Linked DNA regions of Danio rerio: all the other regions are linked to region 3. Evidence: chromatin contacts called from public HiCAR-type and Micro-C data. All regions are on one chromosome and are shown on one strand. The core of a region is the stretch at or near the end of the contact, and the rest is flanking DNA. Distances in the headings are between cores, read along the strand shown.

The links. Hi-C and Micro-C count contacts between places; a contact is called where the count stands out from the background. HiCAR-type assays count read pairs that join an accessible place to other places.
Region 1: a contact with region 3 is called in a HiCAR-type map of caudal fin, with 6 times the contacts expected there. The contact joins the promoter of grwd1 here to the promoter of ube2s in region 3. A contact is called at or near these places in 2 of 18 Hi-C or Micro-C datasets (embryo and hematopoietic stem cells) and 2 of 4 datasets of contacts at active chromatin or transcription factors (caudal fin and embryo).
Region 2: a contact with region 3 is called in a Micro-C map of caudal fin, with 2.6 times the contacts expected there. The contact joins the promoter of si:ch211-149k23.9 here to the promoter of ube2s in region 3. A contact is called at or near these places in 4 of 18 Hi-C or Micro-C datasets (caudal fin, embryo, hematopoietic stem cells and 1 more) and 1 of 4 datasets of contacts at active chromatin or transcription factors (embryo).

What each region holds. Positions count from the first base shown.
Region 1 is chr16:14,189,583-14,194,198 of GRCz12tu, forward strand. It overlaps grwd1 (glutamate-rich WD repeat containing 1), which reads left to right and starts at 2,805. Exons shown (of 7, transcript NM_001003509.1): 1 at 2,805-3,019. The coding sequence starts at 2,860. It overlaps zgc:174888, which reads left to right. Exons shown (of 5, transcript NM_001113584.2): 4 at 444-575; 5 at 723-1,813. The coding sequence ends at 1,076.
Region 2 is chr16:14,223,691-14,227,690 of GRCz12tu, forward strand. si:ch211-149k23.9 reads left to right here and starts at 1,444. Exons shown (of 7, transcript XM_021466875.3): 1 at 1,444-1,763. atg12 (ATG12 autophagy related 12 homolog (S. cerevisiae)) reads left to right here. Exons shown (of 4, transcript NM_001246200.1): 3 at 282-344; 4 at 919-978. The coding sequence ends at 978.
Region 3 is chr16:14,031,499-14,035,590 of GRCz12tu, forward strand. It overlaps ube2s (ubiquitin-conjugating enzyme E2S), which reads right to left and starts at 2,746. Exons shown (of 4, transcript NM_001025536.1): 1 at 2,264-2,746; 2 at 987-1,134; 3 at 701-891. The coding sequence starts at 2,266.

The sequences.
Region 1 (4,616 bases), core at 1,555-4,054, 160 kb after region 3:
CAGCAAGTTTTTATGCAGCGGATGCCCTTCCAGCTGCAACCCATCTCTGGGAAACATCCACACGCACATTCACACATACTCTCATACACTACAGACAATTTAGCCTGCCCAATTCACCTGTACTGTATGTCTTTGGACTGTGGGGGAAACCGAAGCACCCGGAGGAAACCCACGCAAATGCAGGGAGAACATGCAAACTCCACACAGAAACGCCAAGTGAGCGACCTTCTTGCTGTAAGTCGACAGCACTACATACTGCTTCGCCCAGAAATTTAACATATTTTACCCAAAACAATGTGTAAGGGTCTTTTTAAAACTATAGCCTCCTGTATTTGTCACTGAGTCAATTTAAAAATCGTCACTCATCTTGACAGTTTTTATAAACTTTATTAAATACCGAGACCTAATTTTGATTTGATGTGTCTTTGTGTGTGTGAGTGTAGTGTTGTGTGTTCAGTGCTGCTGCAATCCTGTCACATTCTTGGCTTCAGCTCCTCCAACACCTCAACAGAGTTCACCTCAAATACGGGTTCATCAGCGAGCTGACGCACACATTGGACAACATAGCAAAAGAGGTACTGTCATATATAAATTCTACATACATTTGCATCTCCTTTTTATCCTACCATAATCATAGCATAATTTTAAAATGCTGTAGCAACATATTTACATTATTGATTACTGAGAGATCTTCAATGTTATTTGTCATCTTTTGTAAACAGAAAATCCTAGAACTTCCAGATCTCTCTGCTTTTCCATCTGTTGAGTCATCACCTGAAGGTCTTTTATTCTCAACCTCATCCCTCTTCACGCGATGGCTCAGTTTGGATTGTGCTTTCGGAGAGCATCCCTGCATCTTCCCCACACCAAGTGAAGCTGATCAAGGAAATACGGCATTAGAGGAGGAAGAGAAAGTGGAGAATGGAGAAACTGTGGATGAGCAGCGGCCTCTGAAAGAAGGAGAGACTAGTAAAATACAACATGATCCGACCAACGCCTATGCAGAGTCACGTTCTCCAAGTTTCTCTCACTGGACCGTATCTATTCTGTGGATAACATCGAGACTGATCTGGTGAGAATTGAGAAATCAGTTTTAAATGTGCCACAAAATTTAGCCAGAAGGAGGCTTCACTTTGAAAGGACAGCTGCAGTGTTTGTCTCCTCGATTCAGTTTGGAAGCTAATTCACTTTACACTGCTAAAAAAAAGCTTAGCACTTGCATGGGGATACTGAATAATCTCAAAATGTTTGGATGCAGTTATGGATCCATCTCTGTGGAAAAGGGAGGATATGAAAACAGACATGTCTAATAAGATGGTCAATTTTACCTGTACTTTTCACGCTTGTGTGTTTTTTTTTTCTGCATCATGTCTGCACTGATTGTATCTATCATTTCCCAAGTGTTTCTGAATTGTGAATTATGTGTCATTCGTAATAATTCAGGTAAAACCTGTCGACTGAATGTTTTAACAATGAATGTAGTGAAAAAGCGAACTATACATGAAGCCAAAAGTATCCGCTTATCGCTCAGTGTTTAAGAGGACAACAAAACTTATTTACTACAGTAAATTCAAGCCATATGAAACTGTAAAACTGTAGCATAGGAACCACAGCACCATCAGATGCAAGCTACTCTGTGAAATAAAAAGAAAAAAGTTACAAAAGTCATGTTTACAAGTATCCCTGTAGAGAAGGTTACTACTACAAACACGTTTTACTCAAACGAATTTAACAATCCGTCTGTTGTTGATGTACATGTGTTGTCTGTTTTTACCTGTAGATTTTTATACATAAATAAATTCTTAAAAGTGAACGCAGCGTGTGCATGAGCTGAATATTAATTACAGTTGTTTTTGATCTAGACTATACGCTTTTGTTTGTCAGAGTGTGTGTATGAGGACTTTCTCTAGTAGCAGATGGATGGAGGGACTTGCAGATGATGGTACAAACAACAAGACGCCACAGAGACCTTTTGTTCACACAATTTTGCAGTCTTGCCAGCTGGGACATCTTAAACACATGCATGAAACATAACCCTTGTCATTTTTTTACTTCATTATTAGCCTATAGCTAAAGTGTAGCCATATTTTTGGTTGTATTTATTATCATAAATGCAGTAAATTGCAGTAAATCTACAAATGCCGTGACTAAGCTGGTTAGTTTTTTGTAAGATAATTGTCCAGCCAGCAAACAAATGAAATTTTATTGTTGAAAACACATTACTTTCGTTCCTAAATTTGCAGGGCTTGTTATGTACAAATGTACATGTGTTATGTATTAGCACAATTGAGCCAAACCACATGAAAACTAGCACAGACCAAGCCTCTGTAACAGCCTAAACCACACACACACAAACACATACAATTTATTTACAAATTGTAGTTGACTTACAATTTACTTTACATACTTTTTATGTCTAAAGGGCATTAAATTATAATAAAAGATGCAACTTTTTATTTTTTAATCTATTAGTGAATTAATAAATGACATACATGTTATATAATAATAATAATAATAAATAACGTACCGATATTATTCTTATTTCATTAGTTATTATTTGTTATCAGGTAAGGCCTGCAAATACTTCTTCAGCAGAGAAATCATGCACAGATTTTTACAAGCTTACTTACAAGCTCAAGACAATATAAGTGCTAATGCTGATTACTGGAAAAGATTCTTGACTAGGGCAACATTTCCCGCAAGCTCCGTGGCTTGGGATCTTTCCAAATCTGTACAGGGCTCACCGTCAGACGAGCGCTTTAAACCACGTGGCGTGAAGCGGAAATCCGCCGCTTTCTCAAAATGTCCGCGTCCGACGAACACACGCTGCCGCAGGAGGAGGAGGATGAGTTTGAGGACATGGAGGCGAGTGAAAGCGACGAGGATGATATGGAAGGAGAAGAACAGAACGGGGACGGGCAGGAGAAAGTCTATGTGCCCGGTCTGCAGCCGCTTCAGCCGGGAGAAGAGCTGGAGATGGACCACTCCGCTTACCGCATGTATCACGAATGCCAGACCGGTTAGTCTCTACCCGAAGTTTCCACCAAATATAAACATACACGATGTATTTATGTGCAGGGATGTATAGTGCATAATTCCACAAAAAAAATAAAAATAAATAAATAATAAATAAAAGGAAAAAGCAGGCTGCCACAACAAAACATGTTTGTTTATTACTTGAGCAACGATAATTATTATTTTAACCATATTTTGTATTACATACTATGGTACTGGCAGTACCCTATTTTGCGTCTTAGCTATAAAATGGTCTGATTATGGCATTCTAAAGGATGTGTACTGAAAATTGTGTTGAAAGATTACAGCATTTGGGATTGTTAAATTATGCTTTTACAATTTTATTAACATCGTTATTAATTTTAATATTATTTTATATTTAGATCTGTGTTCAGAACAATTTACCTATTGTTGTTATTACTACTGCATTAACAATATCTCACACTTCTTTTGATTGTTTTTTTTTCTTTTTCCTTAGAATTGTGAGGCAAAGTTGAAAGGTTTTGATAATTAGCTTTCTTATGGACTTTTGTCAGTTATTTTAGTAATGTTAGTAACATTAAAGGTGAAAGATAGTTGGTCAATTTTCAGAATGTAATGCACATCTTTTGCACATCTATTGTCACACTTCTGACTTTTACATTCACATTAATAAAAATAATAATTATTATTATTGAGCAATTCCATGCAAATGTAAACCTTGACATGAAAGAAATGAAGTGTTTACCAAAATGGTGAAACCCTTTCAGATTTTTTTTGTGTGTAAGCTTGTAATTTACAAGACTGTCAGAAATGTCTCTGTCATTGTTATATTTGATTTACCAAAGTCACACAAAAATCCATTTCACATCCATCATATCCATAATGAAGCTTTTTTTTCCCTCAAAAATGCAAAAAACGTTAAATAAAATAAAATTCAATCATGTTTATTCTATAGAGAGCCTCTCTTATTTTTTAATCAGCAGTATTTCTTTTGGCTTGTGCAGTTTAATTCACAGAATTTCTATAAAGTATGTTGTACACTGTAAACTTTCAGATTTTTTGTCACATCCATAATGCATTGTTTATTTTCTCATTTAAAGTATAAAAAAATGTTTTCAGATTGATATTTTTCTCATCCCAGAAGTCTGTCTTTAGTTGTTTTGGAGAATATAAACCGGTGTTTAAATATAATGTTAACATATACTTTCTCTGTGTGTTTTTATGTTTTGAGTTTTTACTGCAAATGTCACATTCTTAATGCTGTAATTATCGCACTGTGCACTTCTGCAATAGTCACATCGCAGGATGACCAGAAACCACAATTCAGAACATGATTTGTGTAGCACCCTAGAGTGAAAGATTTTTACTTGGGTATGTTTTAAGGAACTGTGACTAAGATATCAAGCAAACTTAAACCAAAAAATTCAATGTAACAATGATTAAATTGTATTTAATTATTTATACAATGTAGACGATATACTTGATTAACGTTGAATTTATGTTAAACTCCACAGACAAACCATAAAACATTTTTTTAAATCCATTTTCTACTATGTTCATTTTTGTTTGCAAATTGTTTGTTTTATGCTGATGTATGAATTCTTTACTAGTAGTTATTT
Region 2 (4,000 bases), core at 194-2,693, 190 kb after region 3:
CTGAATGGATTTAAAAATGGTAAAACTCAACTCTGTGGCATGTGTAAAATTAGCCAATTTTGGGGAAAAATTGGAAAAGTTCCTTTTAACAAAATTAAACCAAGATAGAAAAGCCATGGGTTGCAAACTTCTGTTCAGATGACTGTAGATCTGCTTTTAGCAGTATTTACTCAAAATATTCATTTTCTGATATGAAATAAAATTAAACACAAGAAGAACAGTGAAATGATGACTGTTTTTTTAATTAATAAATGCTTCATCTTTGTTTTTTCTTCCATCAGTTTATTTATGTTAATCAGTCGTTTGCGCCATCACCGGACCAAGAAGTTGGTGTGCTTTTTGAGGTAATTTTTCCCCCTTTATTGCCAAATGTTTCTCTGCCTCCTGTTGGCTTTTTACTCTTTTCCTCTTTTTACTTTTTCACTCGCCATTTTGACAGTAGTACAGCCACTGCAGATAAAGGTTAATTTTTAATAGTGTGTTTGGTTTAATTAAAACTAACTCTGGTGTGATTGTTCTGTATTATTTAAAAAAAAAAAACATTTGTTAAACATCCAAAATGTGCACCATACTAATCAAATAAAAAACATTTAAACAAAAATACAACACAAGCAGAAATGTAACTGTGATAGAAAATAGGGAAACACTTGATATGGTATAATAGTTAAAACGACTCTTGCGCCAAGCTTAAACTAGCAAACAACAATTGTGTCGCGCCTTGCGCCACATTGCGCCGGGTGTATGATAGGGCCCTTTAAGTGCAAGTAAAATCTAATAAGACACCATACATTTGAACACTTGTGTTATAACTTATATGACGGATGGATATAATTGGTTGTTGGCATTTTGCAGGTCATTTCTTGTACACCATTTTAATGATTTGTCAAATTAACATTGTTGTTGTGCTCTGTTTTACAGTGTTTCGGAAGTGACGGCAAACTAGTTCTTCATTACTGCAAGTCTCAGGCCTGGGGATGAATGTACCGCTCTCTTTTTTTCTCTCCTATTTTTTGTCTCCATCATTTATACACATACATGTCCAATAACATCACTTATGCATAATTATTAGTTTTTATAACTTATTGATTTTCATGTCTTATATTTTGTAAATAATAAAGTGTAAATAATATTGTAAAACAGTTTATTTCTTGCTTGTTTTTTTTTTTTTTAAAGAGCAGCTCAGGTGAGAGGAATGGCTGGAAAACATAAAAAACACCAAATACCTTTAGCAGCTGATTGTGATGGATGTTTTGAGTGTTTAAGCTCATGTTGAAGTGATTTACAGGCACAAGGACAGTATGTGATTCTCAGATTCCCAGTGATTACTTTTGCACAGACGGGGTTGGTAATATAATGTCCCAGGACAGAACGAGTCACATGTGAGGGGTGTGAAGAACAGGTGGGACAGAGGAATGTTTAAAAAAGGGTTGGATGGAGGAATGTAGAACAAGACAGGATAGAAAGATGGAGACGGCGCTAACAGATGGACTGAAGAGGGATTATGGATGCTCTTCGTAGAGTCTGACACTAATTTCCAAGGAAAGGCAGGAAAAGGAGGAGATTTGGGCAGGATTGTACCAAAAAAAGGGGAAAAGCTGAAATAATCGCAAAAAGGATAAGAAGGGAAACTGCTTTCTAAAGCAAAGAGACGACGACCTTCTGTGTTTAACACCTACACAGAAGGAACAAAAATACGACGATTAATGGATCGACATAGGAGGAAATTATTCAGAAGGACATGATGTAAGAAGATTAACTGTCAGGTAAAAATCATCTTTTTCACGCTTAATAATATGTCGATTTTTATATAGAATGGTACTGCAGATACTTCTTTATAGTACAAATGTAAAAATAAGTGCTTTTATATTCATAAACATCGTTTGATGTGTAAAAAAACGAGAAAACATTTAGTGCCTAATACCGTTCTTATGGCATATAAATGCATGTTGCACTAAAATGTGTTAAAAGATTCTGCAAAACTTCGAAATGTACAGTAGTTTGGAGATTTTCCCATTAGGTCTTTGAAAGTGAGTTTTGTTTTTGTAACCTAAAGTAATATAGTCAGCTTTATTCCAATTTCTATAAAGCTCCAGTTCCTATTGCAGTTCTTATTAAGGATAAACATAAAATATGACTACCTTTAAAAAAAAAATACATGCACACCTACAAAGCCCAAACAGATTAAAACAGATTATTAAAGGATTACAAGTAACGTTAGACTTAATGCAAGGGCTTAACTCATAATTTCATCACGTAACTTCAAGCGTAATCCTTTGAATTCTCTCTCTTTTCTCATTTTTTAAATCCCATTCAGCGGTGTACTGAATGATGCGTTGGGAAACATCAATAATAGTTTGTCGTCATTTTTGTAGCATTACATAAACATGTTTGTATACCTCGTGTTTACAGTTCTGTGAGGTCTAAGGTCTTAAATGGGTCTTAATTCTTCCCTCCTACAATCAGTCTTAAACCAGAGCACAAAATCACGCACTCTTAAAGTCATGGCATTGAATGTTGCATGCTCTGCAAAAAGTAAATATATTCCTTGTGTATTATTGTCGTTTAATGCAATAACTATATACTTCTATATCAAGATACATTTACTTAATAGCATCTTCTTTTTGAAGGAACTGTTTAAATTTTTCTGACCAACATTTTTTTCATATCTAAGTGTAAATTTGCTTTCCAAGTACTTGCATCTCAATTTAGGAAAATGTAGACATGTGCATTGAAGTTAAATATTTTAATGTGATTAAGCTGTATAGTAAAAGTGACTCCATTAATTTTTTTATTGCTAAATATTTAGATATTGAAGTGTTTTACTGGTTGAATGTGTGGTCTATAAATTTACATTTAGGGAGCAAATTAAACTATTGTGTTCTCTTCAGTATTCATTATTGCGTAAATTTGTAATTATGATTTACCTTCACAAAAACTGCAGAACCATAATGTTATATATAACCTCTTGCAAAAACTAAGTATATAATTAACAAATAAGAGATTTTTATTTATTTATTTAGTGCTGTCCTACTAAGCACTTTGAACTGAAAATTCTGTCATCATTTACTCGTCCTTTACTTGTTTTAATCCAGTTTGAGTTTCTTCTGTTGAACACAAAAGAGAATGTATTTTAGAGAAAGCTGAAGCCTGTAAACATTGACTTCTATAGTTTTTTTTTTTCAATGGAAGTTAAGGGTTGCAAGTTTTCTTCTTTCTTCAACATATCTTCTTTAATGTTCATCAGAAGAAAGAATTTCAAACGATTGGAACCAGTTAAGTAAATTAAAATAGTAGTGAGTAAATATTTTTTTGGATGAACTGTCAGCTTAAACCATATGCTGTTTTTTTCAGAAAAAAAAAATCAGCTGGCAACACAATGTGTTAAGAATCAATTCAATTAAACTGGATGATTGTGGAAGGGCAGCACTAAATAAAAACAATATGATTTTAAGGCAAATGATAAAGGTGTCATTATTTTGTTAAAAAAAAAAAAAAATATATATATATTTTTTTTTTTTTTCAGAATTTTTTACTTATTATAAAAATAAAAAGTTGTGTACGAGTTCTTTGCTTTTAAGTGTGGATAGATGTCTTTAAGTGTCATGCAGTAACTGTTGGAAATGGTTCAAACAGAAATATGCAGAAAATGAAGGATTTATCTGAAGAACTGTTTAACTGCTTACGATACACAGGGGATTCATGAACTGAAAAATAGATCATACACACACTCAAAAGTATGATTGGATTGTCTACATTTTGCCCAAGTTTAGATTGAAATAATCTAAAAGAGTAAATATTACAATGATATGGCAAGTAAAGCTTATGGTAAGGCATATGCTAGGGATATGTGTTTGATGTAGGGTTTTGGGAAAATCATTTATATATATATATATATATATATATATATATATATATATATATATATATATATATATATATATATATATATATATATATCCATATATACACACACACACATGTATATATATATATATATATA
Region 3 (4,092 bases), core at 1,496-3,995:
GAAAGATAGTAAAAGGGGTTTTGAAAGTGATTTCATTTCAGCAAAACAGATTGATTAAACGTATATATTTATTAAATAATATTTTAGTGACTGAACATCTTTAGAAATAGAAAGATAACACATTAAATTCATGCAAAATATTGGAAAAAACAAACAAATTACAAACTACACAATTTACAATTTGTTAATTATATTAATTAAATATATATTTTTTGTTTCTTTTGATTTTCTTCATTCTTTAATTTTGATTTTAGATTTTTCCCTAAACATATAGATTAGGGCTACTAATTTTTGGACTGCTACCTTAAGTTATTTTTTTAGATTAGCTCCAGATTTTGCTTCAGTACTGAATAATCAAATGTATATGTACAAATACAATATTGTAAAGCATCCTATAGAAAACATTAAAAAGATTTGTGAGGGGTGTACTCATATACTGGGCACTGTATGTCCATGTACACGCACATATTTAATTACAGTTTAGATTTATTAATTCAACTGGTAAATCTAAGATGTTGCAGAACCTTATATTTTAGGGCAGGGGTGTCCAAACTCGGTACTGGAGGGCCTTCCCTAAACACACCTGCCTGGACTGAGTTTGGACACCCCTGTTTTAGGGAATTTCTGACCATGAAACAAAAGGGAAAAAAAATTTAGTCAATGTTTGAAAGAACTTCAGAAAGAATAAAATATTACTTACCAACAATACATGTCTCAAGCCCAGCTCTGCTTTCCAGTCTCTCTTGAGTACATTGACACAGATCTCACCCTTGTGCCCAACATTAGGATGGAAAATCTTTGTGAGGAAATAGCCTCTGGGAGGAACGGCAGGAAAGTCCTTCCCAAGCACCAAACGCATCCGGAACACACCACCTGCATATGGAGTTCCTTCTGTTGAGCAGAAGACGGGGGAAAACAAGTTGCAAGTGCAATGATTAGATCACGGCTTTCATTGAGAAGAGGAAACTGTGATAATCTCTACTTGCCTGGGCCCTCAATGGAAGTGTGCAGCTCTGTGATGTCCTCTTCACTGGGGTAGATTTTGATCCCCTCAGGAGGATCTGCTGCTAAAGCTGAAACTTCTTTATAGACGAGTCTCAACACTTGAGGCGGCAAGTTCTCCACATTTGAATTCTGCACACAATAAAATGTCAAATGTAACAAATTGCAAAATTTAAAAAATGGTGGGGAAAACTTTTTATTTAGAAAATAATACAAAATTATTAATTTTAAGAAACTTTAGCCTATACAAGTTCATAAACTTGATACATAATACATACATTACGGGTGAAGATTTTGGGATCAGTAGGATTTTTCAATGATTTAAAATAAGCTCATGTGGCTCACCAAGGCTGCATTTGTTTAATCAAAAATACAGAACAAATTACATAATTGTGAAATGTTATTGCACTGTAAAATAACCGTTCAAAAGTAATTCATAATTTAATAATTTATTCTAGTGATTTTAATGATGAAATTTCAGCTTTATTATTTTAGTCTCCAGAGTGACATGATCCTTCAAAAATCACGCTAACATTAGTTATTATTATTAATGGTAATAGTAATAAAAACAATAATGATGGAGTAATAATTTCATTTGAAACCACATACAGTAAGCAAGCAGTTATTTGATAGTATCACTACTATTAAAATAAACAAATAAACAAATGTAATAAATCAAAATAAATAATATAATGGAAAAAAACAAGAGCCTAGCACATCTGCTTCACCAAACAACAAAAATAGGTGGAATTTCGTTCATTTATCCACAATAAAATACACATTTATTTAATTAAAAAGCAAAAACACGAAGAAAAAAAGTGGAACAATTGTGCGACGTATATCATACTGAGCTTGTATCGTCTGGTAATCAAGCACTTAACAATAAATTATATTTTTCGGAACTTTTAGTTAGGATAAAGTAATAATTACCCAGTTACTTTAATATAATGCTTTATTACAAAAAGTATGACAAATGCCACACAATTCGACATTAGTGATGCATTAACGCGAGAAAAAGTTAAAAAGCCTTTTGTTAACAAACGTTCGTAAAAAAATATTAATGCTGCATAATACAGTGCTTATAATTACTGTCAATTTAACAATCAAAGCATATTTGAGTTTAAATCACATTACTGTAAAGAGTCTCTCAAAACAAGCTGAACGACTAAAAAGTAAGACAAATAAACAGTAAAGCTGTTTTGTTGTTGTTGTTGTAATCAGTTTGATGAATCACTCGTAAACAATACATAATTGAACCTACCATTTTTAGGCGTGCTGGATTTTTTAATCGGCAGCAAATTTGTCCCAAAGGAGAACTTAGCAGAACTGACACTCAACCGGCCGATTTGACGGATTCGGTGATCTGTAACCGGACTGACGGAACAAAACGATAACGAATCTAAAAGTTGCAACCAATCAAAGATAGCAAAGTATTCCAAGACGCCTGACTATTATATAAATAACCAAAACCAATTTTCACTGTGATGTCGGTCGGCTTGCTAGTGCTGCTATCAAACCAGGCTAGGCTAACTGTGGGATAGCTAGCTATTCTCCAGAGCTGCCTTTTGTGAAACTTCAATGCGACGTTGTCTTCAGATCAAATATCTCGTGTAAAGATTTTTTAAATCCAACGTGGTGTTAATTTCGTCTGCGGTAATTGATTTGTTTGATAGCTAGTCTGCTGCTGCTGACGGCTACTGTAGCCTGTTATCAGCTAGCAGTCTTTGACACGGAACAAAAATACAATTCGTCTAAGCAGCAGTTCGAAATACGTTTAACCAATCAGAATGTGAGAAGGACTTCACGTGCTCAACAATTAAAGCGTTTTGACCAATCAGAAGCACGGGTTGTGCTGACGTAGCTGGCCTTGGAAACCACTTCGACCAGAGAAAGTTGAGAATGCGAAAGATGCTGTTTGCTAATAGGTGCGTTTGAAAAACTCCTGCCCTCCCAGAGGCAGGGACTGATGTGTGGCTTCAAATCGACATCCAATGAAAGACGCAGAAAGAAATATAAGAAAAACTTTAGAGGTTTTTTATTACTGTAATTGGTTTCTTCTAGTGCAGATCACGATGGAAGAATTCTGAAAGATTGAGTTAAACTAAAGATTAATTTGCCTTAAAATACAGTTTTACTCACTCAACAATTAATGATTAAAAAGCTACATAATTTTTATTTTATTTTATGTAATATTTTAACAACATGTAATGATTTCACTGTTTTTACTTTTTTATTTTTTTTCCTGCATTCTGTATAAAATGTCAAATATTCCTTGTTTTTTATTTGGCTTTTTTTTTTTTTTTTTTTTTTTGATAATTCAGTTGCCATCATTTTGTTATTGATAATCGAACGAGGGTGTGGCAAACAATTTACCTTATTTCTTATTTAATTTCAATTTCATTTATAAAACACTTTAAAACAGTTGAAAGTGCTGACAATAGAGAGTAAAACAAAGCGTAGCACTTATTATAATGTCCACCTTGTTACTCCTGTCTAACTATATAGTTTTTTCATGGTAATAAATAAAATCAATACACATTACAAATGTTTTTTGGTTACTTGCATCCAAAGAACTAACCAACAGGATTTAATGGCATTGCAGTCTCGAAATACATTACATTTACAAAGTGCCATATAACAAGTCTTTTTTGAGATAATTCTTGTTTAGTAATACCTTTAAAAAATACTATTGCTATACTATACTATTGGTAAAGTGAAAAACATTTTAGCTCCTAGAAAATGTAAATATTACATAAACTATTTATTTGAAACACCTTCTAAAAGATATGAGAATTTTCTGTAATGGGGACATTTAGCCTGTGTTACATGTGAAAATTCTGTAAAAAATGATAAACCGTAATATCCTTAGCTGCACCTGTATATTTTTCTTATAGTTTAATAAGTTCTCCTTCGACTGAAATTTAATCTTGGAAAATAAAACATTTTTTTCAGGGACAGTAACTACCCTAAAATGTCACTGCATAGTTGCACGGTTTCAAAATATCATGGTATTGTGGCTCCAAAACATGTTCTTTTTAAATGTCTGGTTTAAAAAAAATAAAATAAAATTTGGAACAAACATATTTTATT